2 separate regions of the Sus scrofa genome follow, and region 2 is linked to region 1. Evidence: chromatin contacts called from public HiChIP or PLAC-seq data. All regions are on one chromosome and are shown on one strand. Each heading gives the region's core, a stretch centred on a gene start, on an enhancer-like site or on the middle of the called end of the contact. The rest is flanking DNA. Distances are from core to core; before and after follow the strand shown.

What was found. HiChIP or PLAC-seq counts read pairs in DNA pulled down with a chosen protein or histone mark.
Region 2: an H3K27ac HiChIP or PLAC-seq map of alveolar macrophages shows a contact between it and region 1. The contact joins two enhancer-like sites. A contact is called at or near these places in 1 of 47 Hi-C or Micro-C datasets (embryonic fibroblasts) and 2 of 2 datasets of contacts at active chromatin or transcription factors (alveolar macrophages and skeletal muscle).

Annotation. Positions count from the first base shown.
Region 1 is chr13:18,154,623-18,160,420 of Sscrofa11.1, reverse strand. GPD1L (glycerol-3-phosphate dehydrogenase 1-like protein) reads right to left here. Exons shown (of 8, transcript XM_003483139.4): 5 at 3,166-3,278. Among named protein-coding and RNA genes, the nearest start is that of GPD1L, 31 kb to the right of the region's middle. Within about 2 kb of position 2,945, at least 19 of the 83 cell types and tissues checked have an H3K27ac peak or open chromatin away from gene starts, as enhancers often do. A contact at or near this core is called in alveolar macrophages, where this site is marked.
Region 2 is chr13:18,376,931-18,382,188 of Sscrofa11.1, reverse strand. The region is part of intron 1 of CMTM7 (CKLF like MARVEL transmembrane domain containing 7); the gene reads right to left. Among named protein-coding and RNA genes, the nearest start is that of CMTM7, 7.4 kb to the right of the region's middle. Within about 2 kb of position 1,643, at least 3 of the 83 cell types and tissues checked have an H3K27ac peak or open chromatin away from gene starts, as enhancers often do. A contact at or near this core is called in alveolar macrophages, where this site is marked.

The DNA.
Region 1 (5,798 bases), core at 1,696-4,195:
ATACTAACACAAAAATTCACCCCAAGTGAGAAGCTAAACACAGAAGAGTATATATTGCACAACTCCGTTACAAAAATTCTATAGTGTACAAAAGCAGACCAGTGGCTCCTGGCTTGGGAGGGAGAGGTGAAGTGTAAAGAAACATGGAATTTTTGGGATGATGAAAATGTTCTGCATTGTGGTGATGATTTTCAGGGTATATATACCCAAATGTTAAAACACACTGTATTACATGTTTAAATGATACAATCAAATGTACATAAATTATACTTAAGTAAAATGGGCATTTAAAAAAATCCTCCCTTGGAGTTCCTGTTGTGGCTCAGTGGTAACAAAAACTAGTATCCATGAGTATGCGGGTTTGATCCCTGGCCCTGCTCAGTGGGTTAAGGATCCAGCGTTGCTGTGAGATGCAGTGGAGGTTGCAGCTAAGACTTGGATTTGGGAGTTCCTGTCGTGGTGCAGTGGTTAACGAATCCAACCAGGAGCCATGAGGTTGTGGGTTAGATCCTTGGCCTTGCTCAGTGGGTTAAGGATCTGGCGTTGCCGTGAGCTGTGGTGTAGGTCGCAGACTTGGCTTGGATCCCACATCGCTGTGGTTCTGGTGTAGGCCAGTGGCTACAGCTCCAATTAGACCCCTAGCCTGGGAACCTCCATATGCCGTAGGAGTGGCCCTAGAAAAAGGCAAAAAGACAAAAAAAAAAAAAAAAAAGACTTGGATTGGCTATTGCTGTGGTGCAGGCTGGCAGGTGCATCTCCAGTTCGACCCCTTAGCCTGGGAACTTCCATAGGTCATGGGTGTGGCCCTAAAAAGACAAAAAAAAAAAAGAAAAAAAAGAAAAAAAAAAAAAGGGCAAGAAAAGGGACATACATGGGAGTTCCCTGGTGGTCTAGTGGTTAGGACTTGGTGCTTTCACCAATGAAGCCCAGGTTGGATCCCTGGTCTGGGAAATGAGATTCCATATCACGCCATTGCATGCAGCAGCAAAAAATAAAAAATGAATACAAATAAATAAAACTTTTAAAAAGAGGGTACACATACATGTGTACTTGTCAAAAAGACTGCAAAAGTATATATAACAAACATTAATAGTGGTTATGTCAGGATATAGAGATTGTCAGTCATTTTCACTTTCTTTTTTACATCTCTATTGTGTAGAACTACCTTTTATAAACAGGAAGACAACAACAAAACTATTAATTACATAATCAAAGGAACATATGCCCATCTGCGCCTGCCTGGCAGGCTCTAACAAGGGAGGGCTTCATTTTATTCAACTGCCTGGACACTAAAGAGCACCACTGATCCTTAAAATCAGTGTTCACTTTCTGCCTGTGCTAACAGAGGCTACTTTGGAGTTCTTGACTAGATAAGACTAGACTAGATCTCTAGTCCTTGACTAGAGATAAGGTCTCTATCTCCTTAGCTGTTATTACTGCCAAGGCGCCTGTTTCTCAGTTTTCGAAACTCCCAGCTCTAATGCAAGCTGGAAGGAATGATGGGAACTGATCCTGTTGGAAAGGAAAGCCAGGGGAACGATAATAAATGGTCCTCAACCCCCATTTGCCGCTCCCCCCCACCCCCAACAAAACCACTCTGTCATGCTAGCAGCACAAATCCACTGGTAGGCTTCCTGCCAACAGAAATGAAAAGCTAGGCTAAGTTCAGACACAAGACCAGCATGTGGTCCCATTAATAGAAGCTTCTCCAGAGCCCTCCATTTAGCAGCTTTCTTCTCCCCCAGCACCTTTGCTCTGGGCAGGGTCTCACAGCATCTCCACCCACCACCAAACTTTAAAACAGCTTTGGAGCACCCAGACCTTGCTGAGCAATTAGGCCTTCATGGTGCCTCTGCTGGTGAGTGGTCATTAGTTTAATGAAGGACTATTAAAAACCCATAAAAATCTCAACCAACAAAAATAAACAATGCAGCCAAAGCCAGCATCTTAGCCATATAACAGGCTGAGTGCAATGTGAGATTACCCCCTAAGCACTCAGAAAGATGGACGCAGGCTGCCTGGGAGTCCAAGTGATATTAATTCTAGAAGGTGGTTTTGAATTCTGACTAGAAAAAAAGATGTACTGTTTGAAGAGTGGGAAGACACTCTCTGGGCTGGTCTCCCTGCATTTTTCTAATCTTTGCAATTTCCACCCGACAAAGTGAGGCAAATGCCAGATTACTTAATTTCCTTCCCTAGGCACTCAAGTTCCTGAAAAGCAGTTGCTGCTACAAAAGAAATGACTCAAAAGGGTTATTCGTTCACATTGAGGCTTTTTATTCCCCGCCTCCGCCCCCCCCCCCCCTTTGAGATGGCAGTAAGACAGCTCTGATTCCAAGGGGAGAAGGATCACAAGTTGAAGTCCAGTTCCCTGCTGGCTCTTTCCTGTAGTCAGGATACAGGGACCATACGGCAACCACGAGTTTGTGTTTTTTTTTTTTCTTCTTGGCCTCAGTGTACAGCAGCTTACAGGGATCTCGGTTCCCAGCAGACCGGGGATTGAACCCGGGCCACAAGCAGTGAAAGCGCTGAGTCCTAATCACCAGACCACCAGGGAACTCCCTTCTATGTACCCCTTTTAAAACTTTGAAAGGCAGAAGGGAATATCTCAGGAGCCCAAGTCCAAGGGCAGAAACTCCCCTTGACCCGCCCAAGCCACTAGCCAATAGAAGCTGCTTCTTTAATCTGACCTTTTCCTTTTTTAGATAAAGCTATTCTTAGAAAAACCTGTCTCAGCAGACTGCTTTTTTTCCTTTAAAAAGAGCCAGCCACATTATCAAACCCATCAGTGGCACATTCACAGTGACCAAGTTCCTCCTCCAAGTTCAAGATAATGTGTAAGGTGAAAAGGTATCAATTAATAGAAGACTCCCTGCCAGGGGAGATTCCAAGATCAAAGTCCACCCCTTGCTTTCCAAATGTTAATGTGGTCAGTTTCCCCAACAACAAAACACCACAGTGCCTCCCAGATTTACAAATAAAAGCAAACCGCAAATTGAGAGGAAATATCACTGTCCAGGAAAGGCTGGGGCGAAGCAGGAAGTGATAAACAAGGCTGCCAATTCACTGTTCTGCTCCAAGAACACCCACAGAACACAGAGCGCTGCTTGGGGACTGGTTGCAATAACGCCAATGGCGGGGGCAGAAATAATAGGGCTGCTTTACCTTCAGAGCACCACAAAGTTCAACGGTGTCTGCATCATCCACCACCGTAATTCGAAAATTCGGAGTCTGCAGAAGTTCTTTGAAGAGAAGGCCATTCTCCATGACCTTGCTGCCTATTCAAAGGTTAGAGAAAAGGAAATTAATAACAGCCTTTCGGCCTAATTTTCATATCTAACACAGTTCAAAATGACTTTCTTCTTATTACAAAAGTAACATATGTTCCTGATAGGAAATTTAGAAGTCAGAGAACTAGAAAGAGAAAATTAAAATAGTCTGTAATTCCACCCCAGATCATCATTAACAATTTGGCATACATCTTTAACTTACTGGAAGAGGAATACATAATACAGTTTTTTGCAAAATTGAGATCATAACGTGGATGTGGTTTCATAATCTGCTTTCCCTCACTTACGGCAAGAATAATTTTCAGTGACATCATATGCTTCCTACATTTTTTATTTTTATTTTTGGCTGCACCCGAGGCATGTCGAAGTTCCCAGGCCACGGATCACACCTTCACCACAGCAGTGACAATGCTGGACCCTTAACCTGCCGAGCCACAAGGGAACTCCCATTTTCTACATTATTTTAAGTGGCTGTTTTGTGTTCTCCAGATGTGAGCAGGAGACTGGCACTTGCCGTCTGCCTCTACATGGATTGAATCATGAGCCACTGCAGCTGCTGACCCTCAACACCCCCTGAAAAGTGCTCAGGTTATGGCACACTGAGAAAACTGGCAGAACAGGTCTTCATATAGTTAAGATATTTTCAAGAGAAGATTGCATGAGCCCAATTCTTGCATCTCCTCATATATAGAAAAGCATATCGTATCTAGAAAATCCTTATCCATATCATCCATAAAATCCATACCTCTTCGTATCTAGAAAATCTTTCATGGTGACACCTGCTCTTTGTGACTAGTAGTAACCTTCATGGGAGATTTAGCAGCGAACTTCTATGAAATGTGTGTTTGATTGCATGTACCCTTCTCCCTTCACCAAAATCACATACATACTGACATTCTTTGTCACTGACAGGCCTTTGGAGCGGTTTCTCAGAGGTATCTGAGATGCTGCCTCTCAAGCTATACAGTCCTCGCTTTGCCCCAAACAAACTTTAACTCACTCATAGCTCTCACACTGTGCTTTTTTCTTTATTTTTTAAGTCAACACTGAGTACATGCATTACATTTTATTTATTTAAGCATCTTTCTCTTGTTTGATATCTAATAAAACTGTGGCAATCTTTCACTACCACAGACACTTCTAAGCTCAACTTCTGGGAACTATATCTGGTCACTTGTGATGGAGCATAATGTGAGAAAAAAGAATGTATACATGTATGTGTGACTGGGTCACCTTGCTGGGTAGCAAAAAACTGACAGAATACTGTAAATCAGCTATAATGGAAAAAATAAAAATCATTATTAAAAAAAAAGCTCAACTTCTGTGTTTACATCTGTAACAAACACACTGTTCAAAACCATTTACCCTCTCTTTCCCGCAGGAGAGGACATCCCTTTCTACTGACGTTAGAAAGGGATGTCACTGACAGGCCTTTGGAGCGGTTTTTCAGAGCTATCTGAGATGCTGCCTCTCGAGCTATACAGTCCTCGCTTTGCCCCAAACAAAACTTAACTCACGGACCACAGTGAGTGGGGCAGATTTCCCCACCCCTTGGCCTTGGGCTCAATCACATGATAGGCTTTGGTCAAGGGGACATTAATAGACACACAGCAGAGGCTTGAAGCTCATTTGTGCAGTAGGAGGGCTGCTTCCCTTGCCCCTCTGCCTTCACTGTGAGAAGAACATGCCCCAGCTGGCCTGCTGGACCTCACAAGGAGAGGAGACAGAGAAGCAGAGCCAACCCAGCAGAGATCCACTAACCCCTCAGTGGATCCACAGAGCTGTCAACTGTACATATACAGGATGCCACTGAGATTCTGGGATTCTTTGTTACTTAACATCACTAGGGCAACAGAAAACAGATGCAACACTGACCAGTGCATTCACTGACTAAATTGCAGAAGATGGCCATGCATTCAAAGGGTCCTGGGTTTTGCCCTCACTGTTTCCCCTCTGAGCCTGGAATGCACAGAGCCTTGGTTTTTACACGCCATCCTTTTGTTTAGAAACTTCCAGCTCAAAACAAAATCAAACTTTACACACAAAGCCTGCAGTGAAATCCGCTCTGGGAGCTCCCACTGTAGCACAATGGGATTGGCAGCGTTTTGGGAGCACTGGGACTTGGGATCAATCCTGCCCTGGGCACGGTGGGTTAAGGATCCAGCATTACCGCAACTGAGTCTTAGTTTGCGGCCATGGCTCAAATCTGATCCCTGGCCCACGAGCTCCATATGCCTCGGGTAGCCAAAAAAAAAAAAAAAAAAAAAAAAAATTGCTCTGGTTGGCGGGGTGCAAGGTGGGGCTCAACTGTGGGAGGGCCTGGAATTCAGAATGATAAAATAAATTCATCAGCCAAGACCTGGTTCTCATGTCACAATCTCCACAAACAGCTGGCAGAAAACTCTCTGAGGACCATAGCACCTGGGCCCTTCCTGCCTCTAGGCTCCCAAGCTTGTTCCCAAGCTTGCCTGCACATTACAATTATCTGGGGATCTTGAAAAGCATGAA
Region 2 (5,258 bases), core at 394-2,893, 220 kb before region 1:
CAACATGGGATCCAAGCCATGTCTGTGACCTACACCACAGCCCACGGCAGTGCTGGATCCTTAACCCACTGAGTGAGGCCAGGGATTGAACCCGCATCCTCATGGATCCTAGTTGGGTTTGTTAACCACTGAGCCACGAAAGGAACTCCTACTTTTAAAATCTTGATCATGTGAATGTTATCTATTCAAAAAAAGTAAATACCACTTTAACAACTGTACAAACACAGTTATTGTTTACATACGGATTTTTATTTTTTTCAAATAGCTCTGGGGAGGGACCTCAGAGGGCAGCCAGACTGCTGGGCCTTAGAGGCAGTTTTACAAGCCGAGTGGCGGCTGCACAGAAGGTATTTAAACTCCCACACAGTTTCCCCATCTGTAAAATGGAAATACTGACACCTCTTGGAGATGTAATGATGAGTGAGTTCTCACATACAAAGCATTCAGCATGACGCCCAGAGCAAGAACTCAACCAACAGATTTACTCCACAGGAATTCGATGACCTATGACCACAGCCCAGATAAAAATTGTGTAATTTTTATAAAAATGGAGTTCCCGTTGTGGAGCAGTAGAAACGAATCTGACTAGTATCCATGAGGATGTGGGTTCGATCCCTGGCCTCACTCAGTGGGTTAAGGATCCAGCGTTGCCACGAACTGTGGTGTAGGTCACAGATGCAGCTCAGATCTCGCATTGCTGTGGCTGTGGTGTAGGCTGGCAGCTGTAGGTCCAATTCGATCCCTAGCCTGGGAACTTCTATATGCTGTGTGTGCGGCCCTAAAAAGCAGAAATAAAATAAAATAAAAATGGCACTGTAGGAGTTCTCTTGTGGCACAGTGGGTTGGGTGCTGTCACTGTAGCAGCTCAGGTCGCTGCTGTGGCATTGGTTTGATCCCTGGCCCAGGAACTTCTGTATACTGTGGGCATAGCCAAAAAAAAAAAAAAAAAAAGACACGGTTTTTCCTGCCTCCTGCACTGGTATTGCCCAAGCTTTTCTTGCTAAGAAGCAACCATGAGAGCCCCAGATCTGATGCAGGAGGCAGAGGCTTCTGTGGGTGTATTAGATACCTACATATCAAATTACCCCAAGTCAGTAGCTTAAACCAACACTAATTTATCATCTCCCAGTTCCCACTGGTCTGGAACCCCAGTAAACATCCCTGCTCACGGCCTCACATGGCTACAATCTAGATGTAGGCCAAGCTGGGGCTTTAATCTGAGGCCTGGACCAAGCTCATTTGTTGCAGCTGTAGGACCGAGGTCTTTATTTTCTGGCTGCCTTTTAGCTGAGGGCTGCTCTCAGCTTCTAGACATGATCCACAGATATCTGCCACGTGGCCCTGTGCCAGGCCTTCTCTCAGCAAGGCAGGAGTTTACTTCTCCAGGGCCAGCAAGAGACTCTCTCCTCTTGGGAAGAAGCCAGTACCTCTTTTAAGTGCTGTCACCTGATTTGGTCAGGTCTATCTGGAGATGATGTCCTTTTGACCAACCCAGAATCAACTGATTTGGAACGTTAATGACATCTGCAGCATCCCTTCACCTTGACACACGACATAACCACAGGAATGACATCCCATCACCTTGGCCACATTCTATTGGTTAGAACAAGTCACACGTCCCACCCACACTCAAGAGGATGGAATTACATAAGGTTGTGACTCACTGGGGGTCCCCCTAGGCAGTTCCTAGGGTGTGCCTGCCACAGTGGGCTAGCCTGGGAACCAGTTTGTCATACACAGAGAGACAGCACACCATGGGGGTGGGAGGGTCAGGCCTTGGCCACAACTGGGTTTGAAGGCCGACTCCAGAATTTAATGGACCTTGGGCAAGTTACAAGACCTCTCAGTCTTCATTCAACCAAAAGAAGGGGGAAATAAATAACGAACAGAGTCATTAAGGGTTACCCTAAGGGAAACTGCATGTAAAATGGCCTGATATAAGAGAGCAGACACTCAAACCATAGTTCTCCTCTCTGGAGGAACTTAGGACTTAAACAGAAGAATGATACTAATGGTCTCCTCTTAAGCCTTCCAGCAGCCCAGTCAGGAACATGTGAGACACTTTCTAAACTACTACACATGCTGTCTGGCCTACACACCCAGGAGGGGTTTTCCCCACTCTGCAAAGGGTTTTCGTCTCTGGCAAAGAGTGAAATTGCCATTTGCACCTGCTGTGACATCTCAGAACGCCTCCTTTTAGATTAGCTACCCACCCACTAGTGAGGAGCCAAATGTATAAATTATGGACCAACCAAATAATAAACTCATATGTCATTATCACAGCATCATTTTCTTTTCTTTCTTTCTTTTTGTCTTTTTAGGGCTGCTCCTGTGGCATATGGAGGTTCCCAGGCTAGGGACTGAATTGGAGCTGCAGATGCTGCTTACACCACAGCCACAGCAATGCCAGATCCTAGCCTTGTCTTTGACCTACACCACAGTGCACGGCAATGCCGGATCCTTAACCTACTGAGCAACGCCAGGGATCGAACCTACATACTCATCCGTACTAGTCAGGTTCATTTCCTGAGCCAAGATGGGAACTCCACAGCATCATTTTCGAATGAGGTTTAAGGAGTTCCTGTCATGGCTCAGCGGAAATGAACCTGCTAGCATCCATGAGGACACAGGTTCGATCCCTGGCCTTGCTCAGTAGGTTAAGAATCCAGCATTGCTGTGAGCTGTGGTATAGGTCACAGATTCGGCTTGGATCTGGTGTTGCTGTGACTGTGGTGTAGGCTGGCATCTACACTGATTCAACCCCTAGTCTGAGAACTTCCATATGCCACAGTGTGGACCTGAAGAAAAAAAAACCAAATGACATGAGAAAATACTCATGACATATTGATAATGGGGAGAAAAAAAAAAAAGACTCCAAACTGCCCTTTCATGAGCTCAAGATCTGGACTCAAATGGCCTGGCCAAAAAGCCAGTTTCACTACTTATAACTTTGTGACTTTGGGACAAGTCATCTAATTTCTCTACGTTTCCTCACCTGTAAAACGCAGCTAATGATAAGACCTACCTACCTATCATGAGGATTAAATGAGGTCACACACATGTAACACCTAGCCCAGTTGCTGTCACCTAATGGGAACTCAATACATGATAGACAATAATAATAATATTAGTTAAGTATCACTTTCAACATTTGAGAGGAAAAGTTTAAAAAAATACTTGTTTATAAACAATTTTAGCATTGTTGCTTCCTCCTTAGAGGAATAATAATAATTAAAAAAACCTAAGAGAAAAGTAAAAAGATATGGAGGTCATGCTATATTTAGTAACTCTCCACTTTTCAGAAGGTCCAACTTATTCTGAAAAATAAGCACCTGAAAGCACCTAATTAATTTTTCCATTTCTCCCCTTTCCCATTCCCTTCTGAAGGAATTTCACTTTTTCCATCTCTAAAAATGAGGATGTTATCTGTTACACTCTAAGTTTCACAGCAGTTCTTTTTGTGGGTAATATGTGGAAACCATATTTCCCTTTACCCATCCATCTATCCCTCTATCCATCTAAAGTAAAAGGAACAGCCTTGTCACTGCCTCTGCTGATTAAGACAAACCAGGTGAAAGAAATTCTCTGCAAGGGGGCTGAGAAGCTTCTTGGTTCTGATTTCTGCCAGGGAACGGAGCGAGCTGGGCTGGCTGGAGAGAGAGCCCGTGCTCCCTGTGAGCCCTCCTCCCTCCCAAAGAACTGGGGCTAGAGGACCAGCAGCCAGTGCTGGGCCCTGAGCCAGGCCACCGATGCCAGGAGTTGCTAAGGACCCCAGAGAGGAATGAATGCAGCAGGCAAGGGAACTGCTGAGCCAAATGAGTGACAAAGAAGGACAGCATGTGGCAGGCGGCGGGTCAGAGGGAGGACGCTGGGCAGCAGGCCGGGGCCAGCACAGCGGGCGGGTGGCAGGGGGAGGAAACAGATGGACGGCCAGGGGCCAGAGCAGGAAGCTCCATCGCTGAGAGCAGGAGGAAGGGAGGAGAGAAGATGCCATCCCTGATACAGAACTGAAATAAATGCATTGACCTAGACACGGAGGCCCAGGGATGGGCTGGAGGGCCTCCAGGACTCACTGTCATGCCAGAAACGCTGTGGACTCTGTTCAGACTCATGGGGCACCAACCCATACCCCCTCTCAGCGGCACCCTGGTCCCCCAGCCTTGTGGATCCCTCAGCTCCTGTTTTCATCAGTACACGCTCCTCTGGCCAGTGGCTCTGGATCTGGGTTGAAGGCGGTCATTTGGGGTGTTCTGGAGAGGGATTCTTGCTAGTAGTCAGGAAATCCACACACTCTGCAGCCTGAATAAATAAGGCCCGACAACTGTGTAGTCCTATCATCCTTCCATCATCTGCACAGGCTGTTGCCATCACTTAACTGCAAATGCATTCAAAACAGCACGAAAATGGAGTTCCCTTGTGGCTCGGTTGGCTAAGGATCCAGCACTGTCACTGCTGTGGCGCAGGTCTGATCCTTGGCCCTGGAACGTCCACATGCCATGGGCAGGGCCAAAAATAAAATAAAATAAAATTTTAAAATAAGTAAAAATAATAAATAAATAAAAATAATCTTCCATCCCACCAATGTCACTGTTTCTTTTCCAAACCAGCAGACACAAAAAATACTATTATGGCTTAAAATATCATTACTATCACATTGTTTCTGGGTGATACAGGAGCATCCGTTAATTTCCAGAGGTTAAAAAGTCTAGAAGATTGTTTAACGCCACCATGCTCAGAAGGGCAAGAGGCACTCCATTGCTCTCTCAGGGAAAGGTCACAGCCATTTATCCTGGGGAAGTATTTACAGCTTCGTACACCAAAACTTCTCTGCACGGGCGTTCAGCACAGCCTTGTTCGTGAAAGGGCAGAAGTGGAAGCTTCTTGAGACACAAAAAGGGGGAGGGGGCTGCTCACAAAGACCATGGTACATCTGTGACTGGCTACAAAAACCAATTACACAGGAACGGTCAGCCACACAAGAAATCATTCATCGCATATTAAGCAAAATATGCATTTTACAAACTGTATAGTATCGTCCTACTTTGGTAAAAACAAAACAAAAGCAACAACCGCAAATTATATGTGTCCATTATGAAATAGTATAAAATCTTACTCTAAATAGTAATCTTGGGGGAGTTCCTTTGTGCCGCATGGGGTTAAGGATCTGGTGTTGTCACTGCTGTGGCTTGCGTGGAGGCTGTGGTATGGGTTCCATCCCTGGCTAGAGAACTTCCTCATGTTGTGAGCATAGCCAAAAA